2 separate regions of the Hordeum vulgare genome follow, and region 2 is linked to region 1. Evidence: chromatin contacts called from public Hi-C data. All regions are on one chromosome and are shown on one strand. The core of a region is the stretch at or near the end of the contact, and the rest is flanking DNA. Distances in the headings are between cores, read along the strand shown. Region 1 holds the start of LOC123409705 (PAN domain-containing protein At5g03700-like). Region 2 holds the start of LOC123410978 (12-oxophytodienoate reductase 7).

Region 1 (2,703 bases), core at 118-2,617:
ACAATACCCTAATAGTGATCTAGATCGAGAAATGGAACATGGTGCCGAGTGCTTCATCACCGGACACAAATGCGAGCTTAGTCCCCAAGTTGGTGCCGCGCTGGACACCAGCTCGACCAGGTTGGACTAAGCTCAATATGGATGGAAGCTACATCACATCTACGGGCGTGTCCATGGGAGGTATGACCCTCCGAGATGATAGAGGTGTGATCATTTATAGTGCATGCACGAAGCTCCGTAGATGTGATAGTGGCTTGGAGGCGGAACTAGCAGCTTGTAGAGAAGGGTTGGACTTGGCCCTGCACTCGATGTACTTACCCATTATGGTTGAGCTAGCTAACACTGGATGTACTTACCCATTATGGTTGAGCTAGCTAGCGTGGAAGCGTTGCTGATGCTCACAACACACTTGACGGATCGATGACAACATCTTTTGAGGAATGGGCCAGATCCAGCCATTTCTCAAGAACACTAGCTAACGGTCCTGATACTACCACTTGGACGTGTAACATACATGCTGATGTTCACGATTTTGATAGTCATACTGATGATTTGAAGGAGAATTATTTTATTGGCTAATTCGAATTTGTCTGCACAATTCGTAAAATTCTTTCTTATTGTTGAAGTCCAAAATTCAAGGCTCTTGGCTCTTTTCACGCCTTCTCACAAACAAATTAAAGAATATATTTTTATTTTTGAAGTTTGGATAAACCATTGCTTCCTTTGGTGTCTACAATACATATGACTCATATAGTACTAATTTTAATTTTTACTAGATCGAAATAAATTATGTCGAAAAGAAAAAATTATAGATCCAATGTCACATTCCGTGCCTTTTCTATAGTAACCATCCCAACCATGATTTTTTATTCCATTCCGTTAAGTTATTTCCATACGAAATAACAAATTCATTCTAATAATACTAAAAAAATAGATGGTTCCATCTTTTGTATGGTTCCCTTTTAAATGGTGATGCCCTCTCTATACACTGGAGCCTTTCTTTTATCCTGGGGGGTTTAGTTACCATTGCTTAGCTTTAAACCTGCCTGTCATATTAAATGTGAATAACTCGTCATCCTTTCTTTAAAACAAGAGGTTCTTCTGATTATGTGCGTTATTTTCATTTTTCCTCTTAAAAGATAGACTTTGAGATAGGAGTCTTGGAATAATGCTAAATTCAAAGGTTTATTTCTATAGTATAAGAAAAACAAATTGAATCAAATGCATGGATTTACCACGGCGAAAAAAATAGGAATTTTCTCTCTTCGAGACCATTGAAAAAGAATTCTTTCCCAACAGACGGATACTTTTTTTTCCTGTAAATACCACATATTTGATTTCATCCATAAATCGACCCTCCCTCCTATGCTATGAGTTTCAGTACCAATAGGAATTCGAGCACACCCATTGAGGAGGTCAGTAGATTAGCAGCAGCGATGCTAAGAAGATTTTTTTACTCACTATAATCGCTCGCAGAATAACGCCAGTCACGAGATGGCCGCGTATGACCGTAGTTCCCCTTGCACTACAATGTGGTTCCATTCGGAAATGGAATTTGTTTCAAACTTGGTTATGACGAAGAAATCTCCTTGAGTAATGAGAATCGAATCCACTTTCCCTCTCAAAAAAAGAAAAGAAAATGGAGACCGGCCTGGCTTCATGACTGAGCAAGTAGATCAACCTTCTGTGCTCGCCGATTACTGCATTCAGCATCACGAGTGATAGTACCAGATCTGTTCAGAAACCAACGGAGGCCAGTTGTGCACTTTCTGAAGTTGCATCCGGAGAAGATATTGCTGCCGGGCTCGCATGGGTTGATCCAACTCACACTTTCCAACAGCAATTATATATTCCGCAAGTCGGCAATACACAATTGCATCTACTAAAAGGTAAGACACGGGCAACTATCCACCGAGTGTGCTCATCTGATCGTTGACCAAACCTCCCTATCCCTTTTATGGCCTCACTTTCGCAACCACGACATTGCTGGTCATGGACATTGCACTAACAGATAAATATTCCCGGCGCTTGTCTTCTCCTGCTCCAGCCCAATCTCAAATTCTCATTGGCTTCTTCTTCTATGCTTCCATACAGCTCTGCTCTGTGCTCTTCACTCTGTCTACTTCCATTTCCAAGAATCCATACTCGGATCCTGAGTCTCTGAGCAGAAGTACCACTGGAGGGAGCTCACTAGCTAGCTAGCCGGACGACGGCGATGGCAGGCGAGCTTACTGTGATGATATGCATGGCGGCTGCGGCGCTGCTGATTTCTTTGACCGGCGGCGCGGGCGTGGCGGCGGCCTCAGCCAAGGAGCTACGGCGAGGCTTCTCGGCCACCCACGACACGTCCTACTCGCACTTCCAGCCGGTGCTCACCGACCCCACCGGCGCCTTCGCCTTCGGCTTCCTCCGCGTCAACTCCACCACGCTCGACCTCGCCGTCCTCCACCTCCCTTCCGCTTTCCCCCTCTGGCGAGCCATGCCGGACCGCCCCGCGCCGTGGTCCGCGGCCGCGTCCCTCTCCTTCAACGGCAACCTGGTGCTCACTGACGCCGCCACCAACCAAGTGCTCTGGTCCACCGCCGCGGCGGCCGGCGACCGCGCCGTTCTCCTCAACACGTCCAACCTTCAGATTCGGAGCAGCAGCTCGCCCGTTGCCGTGTGGCAGAGCTTCGACCACCCTTCGGACACCATCGTCCAGGG
Region 2 (2,703 bases), core at 116-2,615, 170 kb before region 1:
TTTTCATGGAATCTAGGATCCAGCTCATTCTTACAGAAGATGTATCTCTCCAGTTTCCAAATATCGATAGCATGATCATACATAATACTCCGTAGATATGAAGCATTTGCTTAAGGGAACCTGACTACTAGTCCCTTTTATTTTTGTTACTTATTAGCTTGAGCAGCTGACAGGACACCCTTTGTTTTTCATGATTGCAAAAACTGAAGTACTTGAGCTATCTAGAAAAAATACTAAAACTATTTTTAAATCCAGTGCATCTCTCTCAAGACAAATCATACTGTAGGTGTTGCCTTCTATGATCGTGTCCCTATTCATACTCTGCAACTCCACCTGAAAAGGGCATGGAGTCAGGAAAAGGCTACGGGTTTCTGATGGATAGTCAGTCTCATGGTCAGACTGTGGGTACATTAGGGTCAAAGTGCCACAGGATAATTAGTTGCTAATTAAATACGGCCTGAACCTCAATTGACACACTTATAGTACAAGTTCAGGGACCTAAATCACAAGCCGAACATATGTCACGCTTTACATATGTCACGCTTTACTCCTTAAACTACAAAGCAAGATAGGTTCGCTGTGCTCGTCACTCAACCACCACCTACCAATAGAAATATAGAAATCAAAGCTAGCACTCTAACAAACATCCAACGACAAATTAGCCTAACAACCACATTTTGGAGAATCATTCTGCCAGATACTCAGATCTAGCAAGCAGGAATATTTATCAGAGCAATGTGCACGCAGCGCTACTATACTAAACAAATCCAGGACCGAGCAAACGACAGTATGACGAGCGCGGATTCTGAAACAGGAACAGTAAACTAGTCCGAACAGGAGCATCGACCCATGTGCGGACCATGAGGCGGAGCGAGGGAGAGGTATGGAGTGACGAGATTACCCCGGCCCCGCCGGCGAGACGACGGTGCCCTCGGAGATGAGCAGGCCTCCCTGGGTGGCCCGCTGCGCGTAGTACTCCGCTAGCGCCGGCCCCGGCAGCCCGCCGATGGCCCTGCACCTCGTCATCGGCGCCAGCACCACCCTGCACGCAGAAATGCTCGCCAGGGTCAAAGGAGTGAGCGAAGACCGGAGACGGCCGAATTTCCGGCGCGGATTGAAGGGGCCGGCCGGCTCACCGGTGGGCGAGGCTGAAGCGGCGCATCTGGTACGGCGAGAAGAGCGTCGGCCGCTGGTCCGGCGCCGGCCGATCCATCTGGAGCTCTCGCGCTGGATCGAGGGGCGCAGTGGGCGAGGCGGGGGAGGGGACGGGACGGGAAAGGAAGGCGCGGCGAGAGAGGGATGGCAATTGTGGGAGGCAAAGAAAGAAAGAATTGGGTGGGAATGGTAATGGGTTGGTGGGCTTCGAAAGCGAGAGCGAATTAAAGCGCACGGGTGTTAAAAGGCGGGCGTTAGAGTAGCGGAGGTCTTTTTCGGCATGTGGTTTGCGTGTTGAGACTTGGATGCAATGATATGAATCTGGAAGCAGGGCGCCGATCTGTGCCTCGTCGAGTGACTAGATTTCGACATACAAATAAATTTAATTGAAATGGTCTCAGATGAACACGTGCTCAATTATAAAAATTCTTAGTCTTGTTAAGATGAACAATTTCTGTTTTTGATCGTCTCTCAATTCATAGTCTTAGGGCAACTCCAACGGACCGACTCAAACGGATGGCGAATTTGTGAGCTTTTGTTTGTTTGGGTCGGCCCAGCGGACACGGATGTTCGTTTTAGCATTTGGGTCGACGCATGCGTCCAACACTAACCGGATCCATTTTATCGACGCGTGAAAAAATAATAATCAAGCATATTCATTAAAAGCCAGCCACGAAAACCGGCCGCGAAAGCAGGTTACATTATAAATGAAAAAGAAAAAAACCTAGGGGTCCTCGTCGACGGCGGCGAGGTCGGGCTGTGCCGGCTCGGGCATTGCTGGTGTTGACGGTGGCGCAGCACGGACGCGTTTGTCCGCGAGGCGCAGCGCCATCTTAGCATGGAGGTAAGCGGCCTCCTCCGGGAGCAGCGCGCGGGGGTAGACGACAAGGGTGCTCTGGGCGAAGCCGGGCGTAGCATGGGCGCGCCCGTGCGCATGGCGCATCGTCCTCTTAGCCTGCAGGTAGGCGACCTCCTCCTGGGAGCATCGTGCATGCATAGACAACGAGGTTGTCACCGTTGTCCATGGATGTTGGATCGTCGACGAGGAAACAGAGGGTGGCGAGATGGGGACGGGGGGAGGTTTCTGGAAGCAGATGGCCGGACCCCACCGCACGCTCGGATTAAAAAAGGTCGACCGCGGTCGCTGACGCGTGGCCCCGAGGAGGACGGCCGTCATAAATGATGTTGACCGCGGTGGTTAGGCAGACACCGAGAAGGCGCTTCACGTCCGCGCCAACGCATTTCAGTTCCAATTTTGGCCAGAAATGGATCGGCGCGGACGCAGAACAGACGTGTTTTGAAAATGGGTCAGCGCGTTGGGCCATTCGTTTTGTCTGCACCGACCTAAACGGAGGGCGACGGACGAAATAGGTCGCCCCATTGGAGTTGCTCTTATGCAACTTATAAAGCTATAAAGCAGGAAGAAGGTTAGTGACAGAGGGTTACGAAAATCAGGTCGGATTTCAACCCATATCCGACCCTTAAGAGCAACCTCAAGCTGTTCATCCATTTTGTTTGTGCCTGTCTGTTTGGGTTAAAACGGATAAA

The links. A called contact is a pair of places that touch in the nucleus more often than the background predicts.
Region 2: a Hi-C map of seedling shows a contact between it and region 1, with 2.0 times the contacts expected there. The contact joins the promoter of LOC123410978 here to the promoter of LOC123409705 in region 1. A contact is called at or near these places in 1 of 6 Hi-C or Micro-C datasets (seedling) and 1 of 1 datasets of contacts at active chromatin or transcription factors (embryo).

The regions. Positions count from the first base shown.
Region 1 is chr7H:561,902,913-561,905,615 of MorexV3_pseudomolecules_assembly, reverse strand. LOC123409705 (PAN domain-containing protein At5g03700-like) reads left to right here and starts at 1,367. Exons shown (of 1, transcript XM_045102567.1): 1 at 1,367-2,703. The coding sequence starts at 2,216.
Region 2 is chr7H:562,071,005-562,073,707 of MorexV3_pseudomolecules_assembly, reverse strand. It overlaps LOC123410978 (12-oxophytodienoate reductase 7), which reads right to left and starts at 1,365. Exons shown (of 5, transcript XM_045103898.1): 1 at 1,137-1,365; 2 at 902-1,042. The coding sequence starts at 1,213.